Linked DNA regions of Mus musculus: region 2 is linked to region 1. The links are chromatin contacts, called in public promoter capture Hi-C maps. All regions are on one chromosome and are shown on one strand. Each heading gives the region's core, a stretch centred on a gene start, on an enhancer-like site or on the middle of the called end of the contact. The rest is flanking DNA. Distances are from core to core; before and after follow the strand shown. Region 1 holds the start of AU019990 (expressed sequence AU019990). Region 2 holds the start of Trmt6 (tRNA methyltransferase 6).

Region 1 (7,418 bases), core at 398-2,897:
GTGAGCTGCCACGTGGGTGCTGGGAACTGAACTCAGGACCTCTGAAAGAGCAGCCAGTGCTCTTAACCACTGAGCCATCTCTCCAGCCCCCAAAGTAGGAAACTTCTAATCTGTTTATTATCTCCAGAATTAAAGTCTAGTCAGTAGTGATGTGTGTGTGTGTTTAATGTATTAGAGAAGCCTTTTGAAGAGCCTACTCACACAGGCTTAAAATCTACATTAATATATTTTTAAATAGCTCTGATTCTGTCAAAAAGAAAGGTGGGGAGTGGATGGGGAGGAAGACCGAGGAAGGCACTTGTGAGCAGCAGCAGAGCCCTCTAAGGTCTCCCAGCTCTGGAGCATTTATTGACCTTGTATATCTTGCTTTACTTTCCCAACAGTGGAAGCGCTTGGAGCCGCCCGTTCCTACAGGACACCAGTAAAGAAGGCAGGAGCTCAGGATTGGCCAATGTGGCTGACTCACGAAGCATGGAGTGTGGCAAGCTTCCACTGTTGCATAACAAAAGCAGAGCTGTGCTTGGGTCTCATGGCATTTTGTAACTTCTTTCAGAAGTTTACCAGATGCTCCGTGTTAGAGATGGGTCTGATGTAATGTCCCGCAGAAAAACTAAATGGGACAAAAGCCATGGAGTACCACATGTCTGTGGTCACTCAGGAAGCCAAGACAGGAGGATGTCATGGGTTTATGGGCAGCATGGTCTGCAGACCTTGTCCCATAAAACCAAAAAGATAAAGAGGAGGAATTGGGAAGGTGTGGGGGGGGGGGGGGCAGGTAGTAATCAGAAACTCCTATCTTCTATAAAAATAATTCCTCTCACAAAGTAGGGGGGAAAAACAGTCTTGACAGATATAGTCTGGTTAGCTAGGAAAACCTCATACCCAGCAATCTGGCCTTTATGGTGAATTTTTAAATTAAAGGCTGACTAGGTATAGTGGCACACATCTTTAATTCCAGCACTGCACAGGCAGAAGCAGGCAGATCTCTGTGAGTTTGAGGTTAGCCTGATCTACAGTTTGAGTTCTAGACCTGTGAGGGCTACATAGTGAGACCCTGTCCAACAACAACGGGGGGGGGGGGGGGGGGGAGAGGAAGGGAAGGGAAGGGAAAGGAAGGGAAGGGAAGGGAAGGGAAGGGAAGGGACTTTAAATAGTTGAGGCTGAGGGTGTATAGCTCAGTGGGAGAGCATTTGCTGAGGCCTAGGGTTAAGCCTCAGCAACACAAACTCTTAACAACTGTCAATGGTACCAGTGTTCCTTTTGATGTCACAATGTACCTTTTGAATTTCCCACTGAGTCCTGAAGCAGGCCATGAAGGCCATGAAGATGGCAGGAGAAAGCATATATCTCAACTCTCCAATTTCTTCCTTAGAAAAACGACTATAAACAGCTTCCTTCCAGAATTCCTCAAGGACTTGGGAGCCTGGGAACACTGACCTTGTGGGATCTGTTGATTCACGTTCTCAATGCAGAAGTCAGTTCATTTGTGTGGAAACACTCTGCTGACCCAGCTCTGTCCCTCAAAACATGCAGTTTCCTCCTAAGGCCTCTATCTGCCCAGGCACCACTTCATGACTTAATTTCCTGATTCTTTCAGCACTGGGGCTCCAACCTGAGTCCTTGCATATCATAGGCAAGCACTCTACCACTGAGCCACAGCCCTGGCTCTTCAGATTATATTGATGCATACTCTGAGGGTGGTTCTTTGGGGGCTTCCCTGTGAACTAGAACTTCAGGGTCAACTCAGGTCACCTGTGCTTTTCTGAATGCTGGAAACAGGTGAGGCGTGCCAATGCATTCAATTCTGCTGAATACTTGGCTGCTGATCAACATCTAGGCCAAGTGATTTCAGGAGCATAATTATGCCAGGTGTGATGGTACCTGCCTGTGATCCCAACCTCAGGGAGGCAAAAGGATTTGGACTTTCAGGACAATCTGGGCTGCAAGTGAGATGCACACAACACAGAAGCAACCAACAAAGCTAAACAGCATAATTGTTAGATGTGTTGTGTGCTCAGGATGAATGACAAAGGGTCTTGCCATGAGCAGCTGTCCTCCTCATGGACCCTAAATGTCTTCTCAAGGACTAAATGAGCTGCACTGATGTGGCTCTCGAATGTCTGCTTTCCCAGAAATGTTACAATTTCAAAGCGCCAGAATGCAATCTGGAGACTCATTCACACATTCACAGGCATTTAAGTTGAGTTCAGATCTTCCTGTCTTCTTCTAATGTCCATCTCCTGGGACCTGGTCTTAGAGAAAGAGAACACAAGAATAACAATCAACTCTAGTGAGAAACACAGGAAAGGAGGCTTACCATGAGAAAACTCTCCCACTGTCTCCGTGCTCTGCTGAAGACAGCTGTGTCACTGAGAACCCAGCCTACAGCAAAACAGGAACTGGGTAGCCAACTACTTTCACTGAAGGGGTCTCGAGAGCAACCTCCTTTTTTAGCGTCATGTGCTGACGTGCGTTTTCCGAATTAGGATCTGAGTGCAACTGTGAAAGGTCACTTGCAGCAGACTTCCATGCAGGAAAGAGGCATGAGGCTTCCCGGTTTTTGTCAGCCCTAACACGATTCTTAAGACACTCAATTGGCTCAGCTGTAGAAAAAAGAAAGGGGGGGGGGGCGCCTTGGGACTGTGGGATTTACTGTGGTGATAGAAAGAGAAGAGCCAAGTCATTAAGGAACAAAGGAACTGATTTCAGATAGGATGAGCAGGACAGGCTACTCTGAGTAGTAAGCTAAGACTTAAAAGAAGAGAAAAATACATGGGGAGAGTTTCTAGGAAAATGGAACAACGTACGCAGAGACCCTTTGGCTGGCCAAGATTAGTGTTGAAAGCCAAAGACAGTGACACACAATGAGTTTGAGAAGATGGTTAGAATTTTTGGAGCTGGGGGGATACTTCAGTAGTTAACAGCTCTTGCAAAAAAAAAAGACCCAAGATTGACCCCCATTAACCACATCAGTGGCTTACAGATGCCTGTAGCTCCACTCCAGGGATTCCAATGCCTCTGGCCTCTGCGGGCACCAGCACTCATGAACACAGACGTGAGTGAATGCATGTTCATAACTTTTAGAAAGTAAAAATTTAAAAATCCTCACTATGTAGCCCTAGCAGCCTGGAGCTTGCTATGTTGATAAGGCTGGCCTTGAACTCTGTCTCTAGAAACCTTACCTCCAAAACAAAACAAAACAAAACAGGTTGGCCAGAAAAAGAGGCAGGCAGGAATAGAGGTGGACATGTTTGTGGTGGGCTTTGGAGACCGAATAGGCAGCACCTTGGATGTATTGGACTCAGAGGGGGGTGGGGGGAGGAACAAACCCAAGTAGGGCATCTACATGATAGATGGTACTGTTTCGAGACAGGAAAGGCTTAGGGTGGAGCAACAGGTTTGGATGGTAAGGAGCAAGAGCAGGAGGTACTTCTGGGTGTCTGTGGAATCCCTTATGAGAATGTCAACAGGACAGGTTGGATATAGTCATCTCAGGCTGCAGGGAGAGATCAGGGACAGGGACCTAAATGTCAGCACATGGCCTCTGATGACATCAAAGCCAATGAACTGGATAAAATCACACAGAGGATCATAGACATGATCGAAGTGCTCCAGACCCTCAACATTCAGAGGCTGAACAGTGGCCGTAGCAAACAGCCAAGGATACAGCAAACAGTGAGAAAGGGCGTTCCTGGTACCAGGAGAACAACATTTCCAGAAACAGTGGGCGATTGACTGACTGGCATTGGTTAGATGAGAAAACACAAAAGCAGAAACATGCGTGGGATTGGGCAACATAGGTGTCCTTGCTGCCCGTGATGAAAGCAGAGTCACTGAGGCGACAGGGAAAAGCCAGCCAGAGGGAAGTGGAGACAGAATGGAGAGGGCACCCTTCCAAAAGCCCAGACTCAGATGAAAGCCATTTTAAGGCTTTCTGCTTCCCTGCTTGTTGTGTAAGAACAAAGCTCTAAGGTTATTGTCATCTCGCAACCTGGTGTTCCCTTCCTGTTTTGATCACAAAGTCCGCTTTGCTTCAGTTTTCAATTAGGGCTTCCTAGAAAAATCATCTCCTTTGAACCCAGCACGAAGCCTGGCCATGATTGTTCTGCAGAGTTAACACTTAATGATGTTGGCACACGTGAGCTTCCTGGCTAAGTCCTCGTTGTGTGAGGACATCATTCTGGTGCCCCTGATTTCTTGTTAGGGGTTAAAAATATCTTTCCTATCACCATAAAAACCAATTAATATTTCAAGAGAAATCTTCTTCTTGTTGTAACTCAGCCAAGAAATTGCAAAGTGGCCTTTGAAGAGCTTGCTGGCTGCTTCTGTTGCGCATGCAGGAACACCGAGGAAGGAGGAATGGGTATCATCATCCCCTGTTTTTGCTTATCTTCTGCAGCCAAGCCAGGGGCTGAAGACTGGCTGTGTTGTTCTGCTCTGCTTCAAGATCCAGGAATCCTCACTTGCTCTTGACTGACTGCCTTGGGTCTAACTCTATGACCTCATGCTCTTCCCCAGTGTTTTATCTCCTTTGGACTAGCTCAGTCACTCAGCCATCTCTTCCTGTGCCATCTCTTCTCCCTGACTACAGTTGACTTATGTGACTAATAGGACACCGTGGATATGATATGGGATGCCTCATGTCCAGTGACCTTTCCCTGGTTTTCTCTAGATTTTGTACTCTTGGGGAAGACAGCCAAAAGTGAGACAATCTGTTGAGGTTTGCTCTGTTGCTATGTATTGCAGTGCTAAATCCTATACCCAAAAGTCTTAGTGTTTACCAGCTTCTGTTGTGCAAACCTTGTTTCTCGATTTAAAACTATTGCTTAAATAATATGGGCTACAACCAATTACTGGAGGGGTTAGAGGTAGGAAAATTTTAATCCCATTCTTGGGTTTCTACCCTGCCTCGATCATTTAGTTCCCAGAGGTATAACCAGAAAGAAGATTTGAAGCTTCCTTCCAAGGACCAGGATCCATCTTGGGGATGAATCTTCCAACCCTAGTAGAGCTGCATGCCCGGCAGCCATCTTGAATGTAGTCTCCTTCCAGATCTTAAGCCAGAGTAGTTCTTAAACTCCATAGATACAGATCGCTTCACCGACACTGAATTAATGAAACAATGTTATAACCTCGCAGAGAAGTTTGTATATTTTAAGGAGGATTGTTTCACACTCCTGTATGTAACAGGTCCATGTTAGAAAACAGAAAAAGAGATGTGAAGGATCCAAGGCGTAGCTGATGAGCATTGTTGTTTGCTTGCTTGTTTATTTGTTTGGTTTTGAGACAGATTTTCATGGAGCTGGAGCTGGCCTTGAACTCCTGACCCTTCTACCTCTACCTCCTAATTGCTGGACTACCTGTATATGCTGAGTTTACGGGGAAATCATTATTGTGTACATAACTGTTTTGAGTCGTAGAAAAGGGCAGAAAATGCTGACATGAACTTGAGCAGGTCCCAACGCTGCATTAGGATCAAAACATTCCTTAGTTTGTATTTGCCAAAGCTTTTTTCCACCCTACACTTCAAACAAACAAATAAACAAACCTAATCTTTTTTTTAATTTATCTATTTATTTTATGTATATGAGTACACTGTAGCTGTACAGATGGTTGTGAGCCTTCATGTGGTTGTTGGGAATTGAATTTAGGACTCCTGCTCGCTCAGTCCCTGCTCGCTCAGGCCCAAAGATTTGTTTATTATTATATATAAGCACATGTAGCTGTCTTCAGACGCACCAGAAGAGGGCGTCAGATCTCATTACGGGTGGTTGTGAGTCACCATGTAGTTGCTGGGATTTTAATTCAGAGCCATCTCACCAGCCACAAACCCAGTCTTTTATTGAACGAATTACTGTAGCAAATTTAGAATAGCTGCTCCAGGGGAAGCCAGTCACCAGGTGAGTCATCTTTCTTTAGTGCGCCATGCTGTGAGGAAGCCTATGAGGAAAGGAAGGTGAAAGTAGAGGTGTTGGATTGAGAGCTGCCTGCCTGAGCCATGCCCGCTGAGAGTTCACGCATGTGCAAAGAGTCCATCTTGGACTTGTGGTCCAGGCAACGTTGGAGCCTGTCAACTCAATAAGTCCTGAATCCCCAGCTGAGCCTGGTCAGCCCGCAGCACTGAGTGGGATAATGGAATGGTTGTTCGAGACACTACATTTCAGAGTGGTTTGTTCTGCAGCAAAATTAAACTGAGAAATGAAAGAGGGAATTGATCAGAGGAACACTAGGAATCGTTGTAAAGGCTACTGGGCTGCTGTGTGTGATGGAGTTGTTTGTCTGGCTCTGTGACTTTCTTTAGCTTTGTTTTCCAAGGTCAGGGGCAGAGTAAGAGAACAGTAGAGCTTATGCGTGATTTGTATTTTACCATAGGGCATGAAGAGACCGCCAGCACCCAGGGAGTGATGAATAGGCAGTTAATAAAGTCGGGTTTATTTGTTTGCTTCCTAACTAATTTATTTGTAAAATAGGAATTGAACTCATCCTTCCGTCCTCTCCCCATGTAAGGCAAGCATTCCACCACCATTTAGCTACACTCATAGACTGGAGTTGATCTTAAAGGAAAACAAGAGTCCAGAATACAGGTGTGGTTCCTAATGACTGGCCCAGAACAATGTTACCCAAGTAAATTCCTTGTCAAAGGACAATAACCGCAACTATGACCTGCAGGAACACTATAATGACTGATCACAATTGCTTCCTCCTCTTATCTCCCAACCACCTTGATTTATGTATAGTTGTATCTCTTCAACTTAATCACTCAGGCACTTGAGTTATTCCGTGTTTTGAGATGGTGGCATCCATAGGGGCTTTTGAGCATCTTGTAGCCCTTTGCTCCGTGCCAGAGAGGCTTTCAAGGAGAGTACGTAGATGGTTAACGTTAACATTCAAGAAGAAACATCAACTGGTTTTATCATTAACTTTTTCCTTGAACATGAAACAGTCCTGTGTACTTCAAAAACCACCATTGGTCACCATGGTCTTGTAGTTGTTTGTTTTGTTATATGGTGCGGGGGATGGAACCTTGTGCCTAACCACTGAGTTACACCTCTAGGCCTGGTATTCTGTCACTTTGCTGTGCCTTCTTGGTCAGATCAAACCCCTGTCCTTGTTAGTTCTTAGTAAAAACTTAAAGTTATATAATTTAATCTAGGATCTTAAGTCATGATGAGAAAGCTTATTCTTCATGTATCGAAGGATGGGGTACTTTTCTTCAATGTGAGTGAGGTTTCAGCAAGGACCTGAGGCTAACAAAGAGATGTTGTACCTGTGAATGGAGCTGAATAACCCTAGCATGGCCAGGTGGGTGCTACTACTAACAGCTAAGAATTAGCCATTGATTTTCAGAAGACAGGGAAAAGATGCTAGGGTACCAGGATAGTCCCCTGATAGCCACTTTCCTTCCACACACCTCTTTG
Region 2 (7,753 bases), core at 4,755-7,254, 220 kb before region 1:
CCCAATTATCAAATGACGCAGCTATAGCACTACCAAGTATTCCTGAAGGATTCTGAGCAAGCACTCCAGAAACTTGTACACTCGTATTTACTGCATACTGTTCACAACAGCCAAGAGAAGAAACTAGCCTAGATGTCTGTAATGGTTAAGGTATATAATGGAATTTTACTAAACTGTAAACAAGAATAAAATTATGGTACTTGCAAGAAAATAGGTAGAGTTAGAGATCATTTCATTAAGCAAAATATGTGAGACATAAATACACATACTGCTTGCTTGCTCACACATATGAAATATAGATTTATAGACACACAGACAGAGGACATGAACATAGAAAGTCATGAGAGTTGGGGAGCAAGTCTCAAGGGAGAGAAAAACAAGAGAGGGTAATGGAATCTCTGTGCTATGAAGACAGATGTGGGGACTGTTGGAAGGGAGGAAGGGGGTCCCCCAAACACTGAGAGGGAAATAAGAAGAGTTGGGGGAGGGGTGCCAGGAAAATAAAAACAAAGTAACATTTATATACATATAAAAATGCCACAATGAAACCCACTTGTTGGTACTATAATCAAAAGGTTATTGAGAAAAAAATAGCATCATGTTTCTCACCTTGCATAAATATGTGGTACATTTACCATTGTCTCTCCACCGTTAGACAATCCCTCTTGAGCTTGTAATTCGGCGGCATGCCTTTCAAGGTCCTTAGTTAATACCTTAGTCAAAGATTGAAAAATAAATAGTCTCTTTAAGCAAAATCCTCATAGAACCCAAAGTTTATGAACATCTCAGAAAAGTAAATAAATACTACCCTGATAGTTATTTAAAGGACTAATATTTGGTTCTATTTATTTTATAGTAGATTATTTATTTGACTTGAGATTTTCTTATGCCTGCACCAGAACACTTCATCATCACTACTTACTTACGACTTTTGTCCCACATAAACTTAGCATTAAAAACACAGTCGGAGCTGGGGAGATGCTCAGCAGTTAAGAACACTTGCTGCTCTTGGAAAGGACCAAGGTTCAGTTCCCAGCATGGTGGCTCACAAACTATCCATAAGTCCAGTTCTAGAGGAACCAATGCCCTTTTCTAACTTCTTTGAGCACTAGTCACACATGACATATACATACATATGAACAAAACACTCATACACATAAAATAACATCCCTCTGAGACATTTCACACTGGGTTCCACTAAACAAATTCCATAGGGCCTAAGCCAGAGCAGGAAAGATAGAAAGGAATTGTGCATGTTAGAATAAAGAGATGGTGTGGCTGCCTGACTAGAGAAACAATGGGTGATTGGATGAGGCTGAAGACAAGAAGCAAGATTGCCAGTGCAGGGTTCTAGCAGTACACATGAGTGTGTGGTGATCTGTTTGCTGCACCTGGATATCCTGACTCGCTGCTGTGTCCAGATTGTACCCCCTTAAGACCTATCATAAGCCTACATCTCCCTCTGGCCTTCCCCATTGTGCCCAGCCCCTGAAGGCAGCCACGATGCCCGTCCTGGGACCAGCTGCCCTTTACCTTGAAGCACTTATGTGGGCGCTTCTGTTCCTAAGAACAACCGATACAAGCACAGACCCTACTGTTACTTCCAGTTTACATACGGGACTCAGTGGGGAAATAAGTGATTTCTCCCAATGCCTAACTACACCTGAGTTAAATCCTTTTGCTCCAAGTTCCTAAAACCATGCCTATTTTATATTTACAATCAGATACTTTCTCAAAAAGGAAATACAACATCTGTATCTTTAATGAAATTAAACTAATTCGGGCGACTTGTACATAGGTGAACTTACCACCTCTTAGGGGAAGACTGCAATCCTTAAACTCTAACCAACATCTGTTACCAAATGCTAAGTGCCTTTCAGAAAGTACAAACACTATGATATCTCCTTTTAAAACTTTGCCCAAATTTACCTGATGTATTGCCAGCCCCATACACGCCAGTGTTTTCTCAGGGGCATCTCTTAGTGCGTTTTCTATATCGGGTATCAAGTTAGTTATTTCATCAGCTTTTGTCAGTTCTTTAAAATCCACCAAAATGCTTCCTTTTCTTTCTATTTCATCCTATAAAAGATTAAAATTTAAACATAACAATTGCTTTTTTGAGTCAATTATCATAAGTATCCATTTAGTATACACTTCAGAAAGCATGTAATAGTCAGACAGTAATAGTTCTAAGTTTTATTACATAGTCGTAATATTGTAAATGTATTTACATATACATACTTAACAAACTTTTGAAGTTGGTATTTCTAACACCTCCCCAGCTGCACTGCTCACGCTCACTAGCTCCTCAAACATTGTCCAGTTAGTTGTCACATAATGGTGAACTGCCAAAGTTGGTAGAAAGCTCTTACCTTATCGTATAAGTCGATATGCCTTGTGAAAAATTTCTCAAATGCTTGAATCTTCTCAATAAAGGGAGAGTTATTACTGTAAACTGATCCAACAAGTTCAGCATTAGCACCAAGAGGCACAGATGGAAGCATTTTATACTGCTGAGACAGATCCCTAGAAACCCCAAACATTTTTCTTCCTTGCCTATTCCATGTTATGACTGCATTTGCGTAAATGCTGGTATGAATATTTGAGATTTAAAAAAAAAACTAATGTCTAAATAACCTAAAATATATATAAAACCCCAAATATCTGAGAAGCTTTCTGAGTCTTAGACTCCTCAAACGGTTTATCATTCAAATATCTTATTCAAGTCTAAGAAATGCAAAGCCATATACATGAACAGAGTTAAGACAATCACTATCTTTGTAAAGTAAATTCTACTAGTCCAAACTGCCACTTGCTAATTATTTCCGAAGGATCTGGAGACAGACCAAAGCTTAACTGTAATCTCAAAATTATAATGCTACTTTTTAATATTTTTACAAAGTTGTATAGTATCTTTACATTTCTCTGTCACAGAAAGTCTAATGAAATGCAGCTGGGTCAATTTTAAGCAAAGTATTCTTTGAATTCCATCTTTAATAATCTAAAAATCACTTTACAGTGGTATGAGCTAGCTACCAGGGTGATGATGAAAATGGTGTGGCTGATGTATCCTAAAGGAACAAAGGCTCTCCTATGAAACACACCTATCAAATTAATAGGGAGGGGAAACGAATTCATTCACACAATGAACACTAAAAGTCTGTCACAAGACAGGATCCTTGACTACAAGCACTACAGTACACTGGAGAGGGAAAACCCCCAGCTACAAATAAAGGCAAGAACAAAACCATGCTTCATAAGAGATATGAGAGACGTCAATACCGTAAGAAAACAGAAAACCAACATCTGCACACTTTACAAACATCGAGTGCCATCTAATCCTTGGCAAGAAGCCTATTACTATGTCCTGATGTCTGACTGTCATCTTTGCCCAAATTCCTATTCAATCATTAGTTCAGCCAATTGAGGACACTGGGAGGTCTGGAAGGTTGCAAGAAACTATTCTTGTTTTTCTTTTTTTCTTCTTCTTCTTGTAAGATTTACTTTTATGTGTGTGTGTGTGTGTGTGTGTGTGTGTGTGCGCTCGCGCACGCACACAAGTGCACATGCTTGGGAGAGAGGGAGGTGGAGAGGGAGGAGGGAGGGAGGGAGGGAGAGAGAGAGGGAGAGGGAGAGGGAGAGAGCGGGAGCACATGCCATGCATGTAGGCATCTACAGAGGTCAAAAAGGGTTTCAGAGTGAGTTTCCTTTTGGGAACCAAGGTCAGGCTCTCTAGAAGAACAGTAAGCATGTTTAACTGCTGAGCCATCTCTCCAGCCCCTTGTTCCATGGCATCCCTGCGACTGCACAGGATAGTATAGTTCTAGCCTCCAGGAACATCTGATCTATCCTCAATTACTAGGGACAATCAGCTTCATTCGTCTAAGTTCTCATCACACAGTAGGACGTCTTTCAAAGTGATACAGCACAGCTTTGGAAGGGTGCGATGCAATGAATATGTCACCGTTGTCCTGCCTCTCCCTTTGAGCTCCCACTTCTGATAACCTTGGCATTTCTTGGTTGGTTCTCCCTCAGTCACAGGAATCAGACTGCTGTGTTGAGTCTACCATATACATATCCAATTCCTTGTATGAAATCTTTTGAAACATTCACCAGTTCCTGTTTTCCTGATACATCATATAGCAATAATGCTCAAACAAATGCTTGGAAGAGAGAAAGGCGGCATAGAGCAGGAAGACCAGTGCACAACGGTAACATGAATTGTAGTATCCAAAGATGAATATATAACTTATGGTTCTTAAACTCCACCTTCAGAGAAGTAAAGCTTCCAGCCCTTATACGGGATAAACTGATCCAATGTTGACTGTTGAAGTAACGGTTGTGAGGCTTGTGCTGAAAACGTAGAATACGATGTTAGTAAAAACCAAAGCACTGGCTAGTTTTCCCTCCAACTAGTTTCTCCTTTTACAGGAGTCTATTAATAGACTCCAAATTAGATATTTCAATAAGAATTATAAATATTAACCTTCAGACCTGAAGTCTGAGTTAAACTATCCTGCTATCTACTAGGCATTATTATTAATAGGCATTATCATTATTTCCATTCCTTGTATTTTTTTTTTCTTTTTACATTATGTTGCCTGTGCACACTAGTAGGCCCACACATGCCATAGTGCATATGTGGAGGTCAGAGGGCAGCTTATGGAGTCAGTTTTCTCCTTCCACCATGTAGGTTCCAGGGACCTGAGGGTCCTCACTTGGCAGCAGTCCCCCTTACCTACTCTGGCATCTACCGGCCCTTGAATTGTCTCTTTCCCGAGAGAAAACATATCGATCCCTGCGTGCACGTACCAGAAGCGTGCTTTCCTGAAGCTTCATTCAGGTCAACTCTGTTTTCTCTTTCTCTCCACCTTCCTGAGAAGTTCCCACCACCTCTTCCTCTTTTCCAGCTTTGGAATCTTCCTCGTCCAAAACCTCTGCCTCTATAAGCACCACTCATGTCTTCCACAAGTCAAGAGCACTCCTAAAAAATGTATTAACATAGTAAGGGGGGGATTAATGTACTGTGTTTAAGACCAGCACTTAGGCTTGCAAAGTTCCATGCTGCAGTATAAACCTTATGTGTTGTATAGTTAATTCTTTTAATCTCCATCATGATTAAGGTACACCATAGACATTTATTCAATACCAGTTTTCAACAAACCACCAAGAGAGAAATCAAGGAGTTAACTTGAACCGGTTTTCTGTGTGGAACTAATATTGGGCAGTATTGGCTGAAAATAATCCTCACCAGTACGATACTAGGGAAATAACATAGCCCAATCTTCGCTGTATTACTTTCTGTGGCAGGCTGTCCTAAAACTGTTCCAAAAGAAAGTAACTCCACTTAAAAATTCCTATCCCACAGATACAAACTATTGATAGATTCATACGCTGTGCTGTAATTCATTAGGAGAACCTGTTCTAACCCTAAGAGGTTTTAATAAATAAAAGATTCGCAAGTATGCAAACTAATAATAATCAAGGTTGCTTGTGATAGCCCTGTGATAAAAGCTCAAGTCTTCAGGATCCTCAGGATGAGACATTCCATCGCAACACTACGTTCCACATCGATCCAACAGGATAACATACTGAGAACGGTGGCGATTCCAACATCTACATAGGGAAGCAGCCTGAGAAAAGTCGTACGCAATCCCTGACTCCCCGTCTTCCTCGCGTCCTGCTTTCAGGAGCCCCGGAGCCTGCGACAGAGCCGTAAGCCGTATACACTCTCACGCAGGGCTCCGCGGACACTCCGTCTCCGGAGCCGCCCGGTGCCCGCGTCACTGCGCGCCAGAACGCCAGACGCAGGGCGGGGAAGGCCGAGCACAAGCCCAGAAGGCAAACTCGGACCTCGCTTGAAGTTCTTTTTTGGCGCGTCTATGACGCGCTTCTGCTTAAGGAAGCCACGCGACTAGGGGGCGGGATGAAGTGTAGCCAATCAAAGAGTTCAGAGAGACGGAAGTCGCCAGGCTTCCGGAAGCCGTCCCGAGGTCCGGACCGGAAAGCGGAAGCGGCGTGCAGCACGTGGGGGCGGTGCCGGCGGAGACGCAGGTCCCTCCTGGTCGTGCCGGGCTCCTAGCGGCTGGAGCAAAAACGGAGGTTGAAATTTACCTGGCTTCCATGGAGGCATCAGCTGCGGAGCAGCCGAGCTCACCGCCCCCGCCTCTCGGGGACCACTGCATCCATGACGGTGACTTCGTGGTGCTGAAGCGAGAAGATGTGTTCAAAGCAGTGCAAGTCCAGCGGAGAAAGTGAGTCTGGTTGCTGGCCTTGGGCAGCGCGCACCACCACCCGGATAATCACTCCCTCCTGTGCCCCATTCTTGGCTCTTTGAATCCCGCTCCCCAGCCCTTATTGCTACCACTCAGGTCTTCCTATCACTGAGGCCTTCCCACCGGGATCCTGCCGCATCCTTGGCTTACGGGTACAGTACTCGCCTCTACCTTTCATTCCCCAACTTTCTATTCTACCTTCTGCGCCAAATTCTCTTCCCAAGAATTCCATTCTTGATACTCCCACTCAGGAGGGTGCTTTCCCGAGGATTCTTGGGGGGCGGGGGAAGAGCCTCACTAGTCTTACAGAATTTATCCAACCTTTCACATTCGTATCTCTTATGTCTGACTCTCTTCCCAGCTCCCCACTTTCTTCATAAATCCAACTTCCTCAGTAAGAGAAAAGGGAGATAAGAAAGATCTCTTACACATAGTATGGCTTGCAGGTAGGCAGTCTTATTCTCTGGATCCCAGTGGGAAAAATCTGTCTACTGTAAGAAAAGAGAACTTACTACAAGGTACATGGCCAGCTTAAGCCCAGTATACATACTGGTGCTTGCTGATGGCCCGCTGAAGCAAACACTTTCCTGCCTCCCAAGTGGTGGGATTACAGGTTTGCTTCACCACACTCAGCTTGCTTCATGTTCTGATACAACCATTTGAATGTCCTTTTTATAATGTGTTTTGTTAGATGATCCTTTTTGTTACCAAGGAGACATACTGTATCTTTAGTTCTAAAAGGTACTCTTTTTGTTAATTAGTTTGTTTGATGGGCTACACAGAGAAATCCAGTCTCAAAAAAAAAAAAAAAAACCAACAAAAAAACGACCTAGTATTGTTTTAAGGTGTGTGTGTGTGTGTGTGTGTGTGTGTGTGTGTTTTTGTGGGCTTGAGTATGTGAATTCCTGTGCGCTCAGTGGCCAAATGCTTTGTATTTCCTGGAGTTGGCGTTACAGCCAATTGGGAACCACACAACTTGGGTGCTGGGAACCAAAGTCAGATCCTGTGGAAGAGCAGTAAGTGCTCTCGAGTGCTGGGTCATTTCTCCAGCTCCCTAAAGAGTCAGCTGTAAGCTCTTTTTACTATCCCTGTTCTTAGGAAGCCACGATCCTAATTTTTTGTTTTATTTAGAAAATGACCCACTGAACCCAGCTGCATCCCAAGCCGGACTCCCTATCACCAAAGAGATCATGGCTCTCTGCCACTCTTAATCGTTCCCAGGAAACAGGCAGCTTCATTATTTATCAGATCGCCTCCCACACTTTCCGGCCTGTCAGTTTGGATGCTTGCCCCCCAGGCCCCCACCACACACACCTTTGCACATAAGATAGGCTGGCAGAGGCGTAAAGTGTTTCATTAACACCAACATGATTCAAGGATGAGGATAAGAGGTACAAAATAGATGTTAGTTACTGGAAATCCAGCAAAGAGTAAGAATTAGGAGTCAGGAGCACCTCCAGAGGACATGTAGTTCAAGT

The links. Promoter capture Hi-C pulls out the DNA fragments that hold promoters and counts their contacts.
Region 2: a contact with region 1 is called in a promoter capture Hi-C map of embryonic stem cells, with 2.2 times the contacts expected there. The contact joins the promoter of Trmt6 here to the promoter of AU019990 in region 1. A contact is called at or near these places in 13 of 39 promoter capture datasets (the 3T3-L1 cell line, the C10 cell line, the HPC-7 cell line and 9 more), 2 of 484 Hi-C or Micro-C datasets (pre-B cells and pre-pro-B cells), 5 of 115 datasets of contacts at active chromatin or transcription factors (embryonic stem cells, large pre-B cells and memory CD8 T cells) and 3 of 9 other capture datasets (adipose tissue, liver and pancreatic islet).

What each region holds. Positions count from the first base shown.
Region 1 is chr2:132,592,425-132,599,842 of GRCm38.p6, reverse strand. AU019990 (expressed sequence AU019990) reads right to left here and starts at 1,647. Exons shown (of 6, transcript NR_033468.1): 1 at 1,438-1,647.
Region 2 is chr2:132,814,305-132,822,057 of GRCm38.p6, reverse strand. It overlaps Trmt6 (tRNA methyltransferase 6), which reads left to right and starts at 6,004. Exons shown (of 11, transcript NM_175113.3): 1 at 6,004-6,254. The coding sequence starts at 6,124. It overlaps Mcm8 (minichromosome maintenance 8 homologous recombination repair factor), which reads right to left and starts at 5,917. Exons shown (of 19, transcript NM_001291054.1): 1 at 5,593-5,917; 2 at 4,813-4,984; 3 at 4,270-4,353; 4 at 2,373-2,455; 5 at 1,930-2,079; 6 at 610-713. The coding sequence starts at 4,960.